Linked DNA regions of Mus musculus: region 1 is linked to region 2. The links are chromatin contacts, called in public targeted proximity ligation maps. All regions are on one chromosome and are shown on one strand. The core of a region is the stretch at or near the end of the contact, and the rest is flanking DNA. Distances in the headings are between cores, read along the strand shown.

Region 1 (5,209 bases), core at 1,201-3,700, 480 kb after region 2:
TCACTGTACCCATGTAAAAAGCTTTACAAGTGGGGTGCAGGTTTGTAATCCTAGTGCTGGGAAGGTGAAGACGGGAGTAGGGAGTCCCTGGGGGTTACTGTCCAGCCAACCTAACCAATCAGGTAGCCCGGGTGCCAGTGAGAGAGAAAATTTATCTTCAAAACATGGTAGCTGGCTCCTGGGGAGTGACCCCGAGGTTGACCCCTGATGCCCCTACACATGTCCATCTGTAAGCATGAACACTCATTTGAATGAAAAATACAAGTTAAACAATTTAAGAAGACAAATATAAACAATAACACACGTAAAAGTCATCTGGGAGGCTTGGGGAGCAAGCCTAGTGACCTGAATTTGATCCCTGGGACCTGGGTTAAGAGCCAGGGTAGCCCATACCTGTAATCCCAAGCACTTCTGCCTGGAGGTGGGAAGAAGGGATAGAAGCTTGTGGGCTAGCCTGTGGTAGATGGAGATGGAACAACAGCAAGAGAGACCCTGCTTTAGTGAGGTGTAAAGTGAGAACTGACTCCCATAGGCTGTCTTCTGTCCTCCACATGTGCACAGTGGCATGTGCACACATACATCACAGGTACTCTCACCATACATTCATTCACTCAGACTCACACACACACACACACACACACACACACACATCATAGGCACTCACACACACATACACACATCACAGGTTCTCACACCACACACTCATTCACACAGACTCACACACACATATACACATCACAGGCACACACATACATACACATGTCACGGGTACTCACACCATACATTCATTCATACACATGCGTCACAGGCACACACATGCACACACACAGGTATACATACACACTTACACTCTCACACACATATATCACAGGCACTCACACTAAACACATATACACACATCTCCCAGGCACTTACACTATACACACACACACACACACACACACACACACACACACACACACACACTCCATAGGCATTCACACCTTACCCTCAATACACACAACGAATGAAATGTGTTCTCTTCCTTTTCTTTTAAGGAAAAACCATCTGGCTTTGTCTAAATGTGGTGTTTGCCTGGTAAGATGGGAAGGAAACTCATGTTATCCTTCAGTCTGTGATTTGTGGTGTAGTTCTACGAGTAAGATGCTGACATCATACCCTTGAACATGTACTGATTTGCTTTTGTTAAAGCCAGCTAGAGCCAGAATGACCAGGGCCTCTTATCAGTGGTAAATCAATCTGAGAACAGGCAGGGTGCTGCTGTGGCTCGGCTATGCGGAACTGAAAAGAGGCCTGGCATGGGATTGAACCAGCATCTGAGACCAGATCAATGCATCTCCCACATTACCTAGTGTCCTAGGGGACAAAATCACCCAGGTTGAGAATAATTCCTGTGTAGCCCAAGTGTTATGCCCTAGTACGCTCTCTCTCTCTCTCTCTCTCTCTCTCTGTCTGTCTCTCTTTGTCTCTCTCTGTCTCTGTCTCTCTGTCTCTCTTTGTCTCTGTCTCTGTCTCTGTCTCTCTCTCTTTCTCTCTCTCTCCTTGCCTAAGTCCCTCAATTCTTTGAGCCACTGTATTGTTGGCAAACAAATGGACAGACATGAATAACTTCACAGGTTAGGCTTATACATATGATATATCCCATACAGGTCTATTTAGGAAACTACTGTATGTTAAGTATTTCTTTTTTCTTACTTTACCAGTTCTTGAGGTGTGTGTGTAAAACTCCTAGAATTGTTTTGGAGACATCATAATGAAAGGCAGGGTTTCTGCCTTCAAAATTATAATGTCACAGATCACAACTGATTCACACACAGTGTAGAGGCAAAGATGAAGACAGTAAGAGAATAAAATATACAGTGAAGTCACCCGGTGCAGTAGGGGACAGTGGGGCTTGTGGCTAACCAGAAAGAACAGGCTTGAGTACACACAGAGCCTTTTGCTCATCTTTTTATGCAGTGGAATGGCTAGTAACCTGTTCTGATTCAGTTTGCTGATTCGTTCCCCAGAAGAGTGCAGTAACAGAAGACAGGGCAGGAATGGCGAGGAGTAAAAGGAGCCAATTATATACTCTAACCTCAATCCCTTCTAAGCAGCTTGAGTCCCGTTGCTAAGGTTTGCTTTCTCATCATAAAACCCTGGTGGTTTTGCTGTGGGGGAGGGCATTTAAAGGAAAATTTGATGTGTGTGTGTGCGTGTGTGTGTGCGTGCGCGCGCGCGCTTGCGTGTGTCTGCATGTGCGTGCGGAGTAAAGACTGTGTTTTGAGAACATCCTGGAAAGACTAATCTCGAAGATATTTGACAGTGAGGCTGTGTTGAGAAAGATGTAAACACAGATACAGCTTCTGAGACCTTTGACTGACCCGAAGGAAGCACTGCCCACTGCCAGAGCTGCAGTCCTATGTCTCGCCTCGCAGGTCAGCCAGCCAGGCCTGTTTTCTGGGGCGTTGCCTAGATACAGAAAACGGTGAGAACATGGGGAATGATAACTTGACCTCCTACACGAGGGACAGGAACAGCTCAGTCCGACTATAAGCTGATTTCCTTTAAAGGAGGTGACCCTCAGCCTGGGATCTCTATTACTAATGTGATACTGTAAACAGGCCAAGATGATAAGATGTGTGGGTAAGAGGGACGCTTCGCCCTGTGGTTCACAGAAAAACAAGAGTCTCCCATGGACTGCTCCCAAGGCGCTAACAGATGGGCTACAGTCCCAAAAGGAAGCCACCATGGAAGAAATAAATGCCCAGGCCTTGGCCCAGCAGCTCTCCTGGGAGAACTAACAAGCTTCAGACGCATTAGACACCAAAGGGAACCTAGGACACTGCGCCTTCAGTCTGTGACTGACATCAAACTCAGAGGCAGGCCTCTATGCATGACACAGAGCTACTTCTAAGCCCTGGGAATGACCTGGCAACTGGGTGTTATACCTGGGGCCTGGGGGAGTTGAGAGTCAAGCTAGCTATCTTAGTTAAGCAGTGTCAGTTAAGAACCTCTTCATCACTGTGTTTATCTGGAAACATATACTTGGTTTTAAAAAGAGGAATGGAAATGTTTTTCCCACAGCCTGGGCCCCCATTCACAGCCACATGCCTCTGTGGTGAATAAGGACCCTGCTGGCTGAGGGCCTTAGCAGGGGCGCTCCCATATACAGCTCACCAGGTCCCTTCTCTGTGTAACCGGGACATCACCACGGGGATTGCTGGAAATCCCCTCCACAGAGGAAAGGCCTGTTGGAGGCTTGAACATCAACTGGACACTCTCTGTTGCTGCTTTTAGGGACTGTAAGCAGCCAGCCCTGCCACCCTCTGGGAGGAATCATAGCCTACAGCTGGGCTGGGGCCAAAAAAAACTTTCCAAACCTCAACAGTTCCCAAATGCCCTGTGGAAGATCTGAGAAGACCAAGCTATCCCATTCTTTGAAGGCCCTGGCTCTGGCTGCCCGAGTTTGTCATTTTAGCCAGGCCTGTAGCACTTTGCATGGATTTCCCACACTGTTCCCTCCTCTGGGCCTATGCCCATCAAGTTCCTCCCTGGTCCTGAGAATAAGGAGTGAGCCAAGCGTGCTCCTTAAAACAAACCTGACGGCCAGGAGAAGCAAGGCCGCAGACGAAGGCTGTTTGCAAAGCCAGATTTTCTCCTAGGAGCCTTCTCCGAGATAGAACATGTACTTCTGTCTTAGGTTCAGATCTGACAAAGGACCCTGCTGAACCCTGGATATCTGATTAACCATCTTAATAACTGGTCAGACTCTTTATCTCTGCCCCCACCCACCATGTGACTGGGGATCACCCTGAACTGCCTTCAGCAAGAATCCTGTTATGTTGGTTTAGCCAGAATTTCCCTATCCCGGTTAGTTCCTCTCAAGAATTTCCATCCACTGCCCCTTCCCTGTCCCTTGGCTGTAAGTTTGATGTGGCTGAGTTATGTGGGGTCTTGAGCCCCATCTCTCTCTTCTACTGTAGTTCAACTGGCACTGGCTCGTCTACCTGTGGTGATGGCTCTGGGTACTCTTGCTCAACACACATTGACAGCTGACACAGGGGTTTCTTCCTGGGCACAGCTGTAATAGCAGGTCATGGTACCAGAGTCCCTTACCAAGGTGAAAGCCCCTCATGGGGGCATTCCCTTAATTCTCTGATTCACTTGCACCAGAGGGGCCTATCCTCACTGGTCTCTGATTCTCTTCCCAACTGTCCCTCAGAATGCACCTCTCAAAGCTCCCAGCAGCAGCAGCAGCAGCAGCAGCAGCAGCAGATGCATGCAGATTCCCAGAGACCAGAGTTGAACTATTTCTTTTCCTTTCCCTTTATTTTTATTTCATGTGTATAAGTGCTTTGCCTACATGTATATTAGCGCACTGCATGCATTCTTATTGACCATGCTGACCACAAGTGGGAGCTTAGTCCTCTGGAACTGGAGTTACAGATGGCCGTGACCCAGCATGTGGATGCTGAGAGCTGAACCCAGGTCCTCTACAAAAGCAAGTCCTCTTAACCATTAACCTCCAGAGCCTTGAGATGATTCTCCTATCCATGGTCATAGCAGAAACTCTCATAGGTGCCTGGAGAAGGTGGTTGGCAGAGCAGGATCAGGAAGCAGAGAACCCGCCCGTTCTATATGATCATATAGGGTCACAGTTGAGAAGTGTGTATAGAAACCCAATTATTCCCCCAAAATAAACTGTGGTCAACAGAACTGCATCAATATCTAGATGCCTTTCTTATGGCCTTCCCTTCTTACTACAGACCAGGATTCTTAAAGACGGCCCTGAAGCTTTCTTCTTGGCCATTTAAGGCTTTATGGGCTTAAAAAAAAAAAACAAAAAAAAAACCAGAATGCAGGCACAGCAGTGCTCCACAGTGTTCCCAAACCTGATGCGGGCAAGCCTTCCCTGCATTCTCCACAAACTCCACGGCCTCAATATTATGTCTTAAAAATGACTGTAGTCAGGCAGGTGAGACGGCTCAGCAGTAAAGGCTCCTGACTTCAAATAGGATGGCTGATTGTGATCCCTGGTACCCACATAGTAGAAGAAGAGAGTTGATTCCTGCAAGTTGTCTTCTGATTTCCTCATGTGCACTTATGGCATGTACACACACACTCTCACACATTAAGTAGATAGATAGATAGATAGATAGATAGATAGATAGATAGATAGATAGATAGATAGATAAGATTGGAATGAACGACTGTATCCTAATACTTT
Region 2 (5,176 bases), core at 2,282-4,781:
ACCAAAATACTTTTTATTCACAGTTAAATTTCCTGAACAATGGGGGAGGGGCAGCAGTTAACTCTATGGGTCTTTGGTGTTTGGTGGGATCTATTTTTATAGACAAGGTTTGCCTATAATAATAGGTGGTGACTGACTGTGAGAGCTTTGGATTCAGCCTGGGCTGTCTCCTACTGCGTGTTCAATAGCCATCTATAGAGTGAAGACACATATACCTTCCTCTTGGGAGCATTGGAAAGAACTAATGAAATATCATTCGTCAGGAATCAACCCCAGTTGTCAGATGTGGCAGTGTACCCTTGTAACTTCAACACTCAGAAAGTAGAGGCAGGAGAATAAGGAGTTCAAGGCCAGCATCAGAAGGCAGCCTTGGGTACATGAAGCCCAGTTTCAGAAGCAAAACCAAAAAATCCATCCTAATTATTTGGGGAGAGGAAAGGGCCTTTGAGGAGGCAGAGGGAGAGTATGTGTGTGTGTGTGTGTGTGTGTGTGTGTGTGTGTGTGTGTGTAGTCTGACTGTCTAAACGCTTGGTATATGAATATGAAAATGGTATGATTCTGTATAACTAATATAAATATAGTAAAAAATTTAAATCTTCCCAAAATACCCATCCACTGATAAATGTCTAAATGGGACCTGATATATCCATATGATGGAATACTACCTGATAATAAAAGAGAATGAATTCTGCTGCAGGCTACAATATGAATGAGCCTTGATAATATGCCAAACGAAAGAAGCTAGACACAGGGAGACAGACATACTTTATTCCATTTCATATCAAGTCTTCGGAATAAGAATAATCAGTAAAATCAGAAAGTAGGAGTGTGGTTGATTAGTTGGAGATAGGGGCTGCTAATTTCGGGTGGAGGTGATAGGCAGACAATTAAGGCATATGAGCTATTGGCTGCACAGCTCTGTGTATCTGTTAAAGTCCACAGAAGCATACACTATTATTGGGTGAGGTCCAAGGTATATGAATTATATCTCAGTAAAATGGTTAAGGAGCAGAATGAATCTCAAATGTTCCACCCACCATCAGCTGTGGGAGGCTGGACACACAAAAATTCCTAGGAATTCCTTTATATAATGAAACTTGGTTGAAGGAATTTGCAAAGGACCTCAGAGAGCTGATGTGTGAAGTTGTAGGGGGATTTTCCTGTCACTTTCTGTCACAAAGGCCCTTCTTGCTTTTGCTTGAACTGTGAGGCTGTGTAAGCCATGTTTCCTTGGAACCTGGCCTTGGAGGTCCAGAAGAAAGGAATATTTTCTCCAGTTTGTCAGTCAGAGAAGGGAGCTGAATGGCAGCTCTTGCATCTCCCCCAGCCGAGATGGCCAAAATCACAATCAATACAACATAATGCTGACCCTGCGGATCAAACACACTGATTTACTACCTCTACCAAATTTTCACTTTGATCATAGCATTTTAAAACGTGGACCTGTAAGTTGGGATGTAGTGCTTACCAAGCATGCAGGAGGGTCTTGATCTGAACAAAACAAAACAAAACAAACAAACAAATAATAAAATTCAGATCTGAGTCCCTTAGCATATCCCTACAGTGTTCCCAAAGAATTTGTCTATCTGTGTCTTGAGAGATTTAACATGTCTTCATGGGGATGCATAAATTCCTCTGCAGGTGATTGAAAGAGCGTAGAAATGTGGACGACATGTTCAAATAGACTAGCGTGTTTTTAACTGAGTGCTGGTCAGATAATTACATCTACAATCTATAGGTGCGAAACAGATTGTAGCCCTCAAACAAAAAAGGCAAGTTCATTGACTGAATTCATACGTGTTTATTGTCCTTTTCTGTACTGTATTAGTGTCTTTAACTGGCTAGACAATCATAAATTTTTTTTAACTCTCAGTAAATCTTATCAGTACCCAAATAATGGGATCCGTGTTTACAAGCCGGTGATTGTGTTCACCTTTGATAAAGACTACAGACGGTCAATAAATGCGGAGACATTTACATGGCCGGTAGGAGCCTAACTAAACTATCTAATCTTTGAAAAGACAGCCAACACAATGAACTCCGAAGTTAATCCCTTCAAATACTAGAGAGACAGGTTAGTGCTTAAACTCAAATCACTCTGCACTGAAGAAAATACCCATTAAGGCTTTTTTTTTCCCCTTTGACTCCCAGAAAAGAATCCCGATTGCAGTTTGCTCTCTGAAGGCAGGTCTTTATCATCCACATTCAGTGACTTCTAGGACCTGAGCTTGGGAAGGGGGGTGGCTATTAACGATTGTATGAATGACCTCGACAGTCTTTGACAACTTTAAAACTTCACAAGAACATTTCTCTTTCATTTCACAGAAGCAAAACACATTACTTTCTGATTCATCTCTCTTAGTCAAGGAAGCAAGCTTCCACGTGTTTAGAGTTCCTGGATATTATAGTACTTTATTTATTGCTTGGAGAGTCTTAAGAAGAGGCTGGACTGAAAGACTATGAATTAACCCAGTGGTCCATATTACCTAAAAAGGAGAAAAGTTTAAAAACCCTGACCAGATGCTTTGAAGAAGGCAGATTATGAATATCTGGGTCAGAGACATCAATTCAGATACTAAAAAAGAAAAAAATTTGAGTTTTCTGTGAAGGAGTGAGGGAGGGAAAGAAAAAGACACACACACACACACACCACACACACACACACACCACACACACACACACACAGAGAGAGAGAGAGAGAGAGAGAGAGAGAGAGAGAGAGAGAGAGAGAGAGAGAGGAGACAGAATCCCCATCTTGGGTATACAGGCAATCCGGAAGGCTCAGCCTTGTTACCCACTGAACTTCCAGGATACTGGGCTCGAGAGCAAAGCCACACTGTGGGCTGCAGAGCGCTGACGTCCTGTTCTCCACAGGTAATGAGGATATTCTGGCTGGCCTGGCACTTAGCCATGCCAGGAAGCCCGCTGGAATCTTGACTTTGTGGATTAAGAAATGGCAGGAAGTTTACCAACGTCCGGAGTTCAGGAGCACAGCTTTGCCCTCAGGTCAGCAGTGGGAAGTCTTGGATGAAGGCTAACATGCTTATTTTTGCATAAACTTTGAACTCACTCTGATAGGCTATCGGTAAGTGGGTAGATTTGGTATGGGGAGGGATGGTTCGGGGGACACTAACAGACTTGCAACTTCAGAACCGCACGTTCATTGACTCAGCTCTAATGTCGCAGTCACCCACGGATACTCCTAGCCCGAGTCACCCCCTTGGCCTCGTGACCCTACTCATTTTGTTGGACTAGACGGAGCCTTTGTTCAAGTAGACTTTCTCTACCCTAGTCCCACAGCCGAACAAAGCTGGAACATGGCACAAAGCCAAGCTGGGCCTGGCTTTGTTCGATTTTGTTGTTCTTTTGTTCTTTCTCTGTGTCTCTGTCTCTATCTCTGTCTCTCTCCTTTCTGTCATGGACAGGGTCTCCTGTCGGTGAGGTCAGCTTCAAACTCTATGCTCTCCTGCCTCCATCTCCCAAATGCAGGGCTTCTGGGCAAGCGCTGGACATCTGGTCTCATTCTGGATCCCTTATCTCTATGGCCCTTCTGGCTTCTCAGCTCTTGCCTTGTATATTTCTCTAGGCCCTTATCTGTTGTTCTGTTGTGAGTGGATTATTTTATACCTTTATTTTTCTTCTCTTCCCACCTCATTGTTACAAGGACCTTGCTTCCTGTCTACTGAGAAAATAAAGTCAGCAGAAGGAAACTTCCATAGGTTTCCACAACCTTATAGATCCACTGACCAACATTTGGGTTCATAGACTATATTCTCTCTCTCTCTCTCTCTCTCTCTCTCTCTCTCTCTCTCTCTCTCTCTCCCTCCTTATTTTGTCTCCTTTAACTCCCCTCATCTACAGAAACTGCTCTTGTAAGACAGCCACTGCAGTGGAGTTTTTCATCTTGAGGTAACCTGAGATTTGAACCCACCCTTAGGATAGGAAGTAGAAGGATAGGCGTAGCCTGGTTGTCTAGTGACTTGGGGGGGGGGGCAGACAAGACCTAGCCTGCATTAGTCACATCTAGAAGTGTTTGTGAGTTTTCAATTAACAATATAATTTGTACTGAATAGAAAATTTGGTATAAAAGTAATGAGACTAAACGTATAGGTGTTCACTAAAGAGAAAGTTCATTACACCCAGGTTCTGAGGATGAAAACATTGTTACTATGCTCAGTTTCATTTACTGAGATGACATCATCACCATCATCATCATCATCACCATCATCACCACCATCATCATCACCATCACCACCACCATGATCATCACCATCACCACCAGACACATTTCTGTGCAACACAAACTTCAGATCTCTACAAAGGCCATTACTACTCTACTGCGAGAGCAAAAGAACCAGAAGGTTTTCTGAGGAATCAGAATTTGGCCAACGTGATATTGACCTATATTTGGACTTTTAGACTTATTTTTTTTTTAAATTGTTTGTATGCATGAGTGTTTGTGTGGAGGGTTGTGCACATGAGTGCAGGTGCTCCCAGAAGCCAGAAGAGGACACTGGATCCCCTGGAGCTGGAAATAAGAGGCTACTCTGAGCTGCAGGATTGAATTTAAGGGTTCTCTCTCTACACAAGCGGTAGATGCTCTTAGCTGATGAGCCATTTCTCAGCCCTGAAACACAGTCTTTTTTTTTTTTTTTTTTTTTTTTTGATACAGAGTTTCTCTGTATAGCCCTGGCTGTTCCTGGAACTCACTTTGTAGACCAAGCTGGCCTCAAACTCAGAAATCCTCCTGCCTCTGCCTCCTGAAACACAGTCTTAAACCTTAAATTTCACTTCCACCTCCAAGGCTATTTATTAACTGTAAGCCTAGTTATAAAGAGAGACTAGTTATAGGTGTGGAGAGATAGTTCCAAGATCTTTGTTCTGTGAAATTCAGGTCAGGGCATGTGGACACGGCTCACCTTTAAGATGACTTCTGATTGGTGGAAAGATCATGTTGCTTCAAATGCTGCCACTCACACTAGCTTAAATAATATATGCGTTTTTATTAACTATTTGAGAGCTTCTTACAATGTATATTGATCATATTCACTCGGCTTCTTACTAACTCCTTCAAAATCTCCCATCTCGATATGTGTCCTTGTAGATGTGTGTATATTTATTTATTTGATAATTTAATAATCCATCAACTCAATCATGTGCTATTAATTTATCCTTC

Evidence for each region.
Region 1: a contact with region 2 is called in a targeted proximity ligation map of pancreatic cancer cells. A contact is called at or near these places in 1 of 39 promoter capture datasets (maxillary cranial neural crest) and 1 of 130 datasets of targeted methods (pancreatic cancer cells).

What each region holds. Positions count from the first base shown.
Region 1 is chr19:38,001,756-38,006,964 of GRCm38.p6, forward strand. All of the region lies in intron 3 of Myof (myoferlin), which reads right to left. Among named protein-coding and RNA genes, the nearest start is that of Gm52396, 11 kb to the right of the region's middle.
Region 2 is chr19:37,518,055-37,523,230 of GRCm38.p6, forward strand. No RefSeq gene overlaps it. Among named protein-coding and RNA genes, the nearest start is that of Gm41842, 26 kb to the right of the region's middle.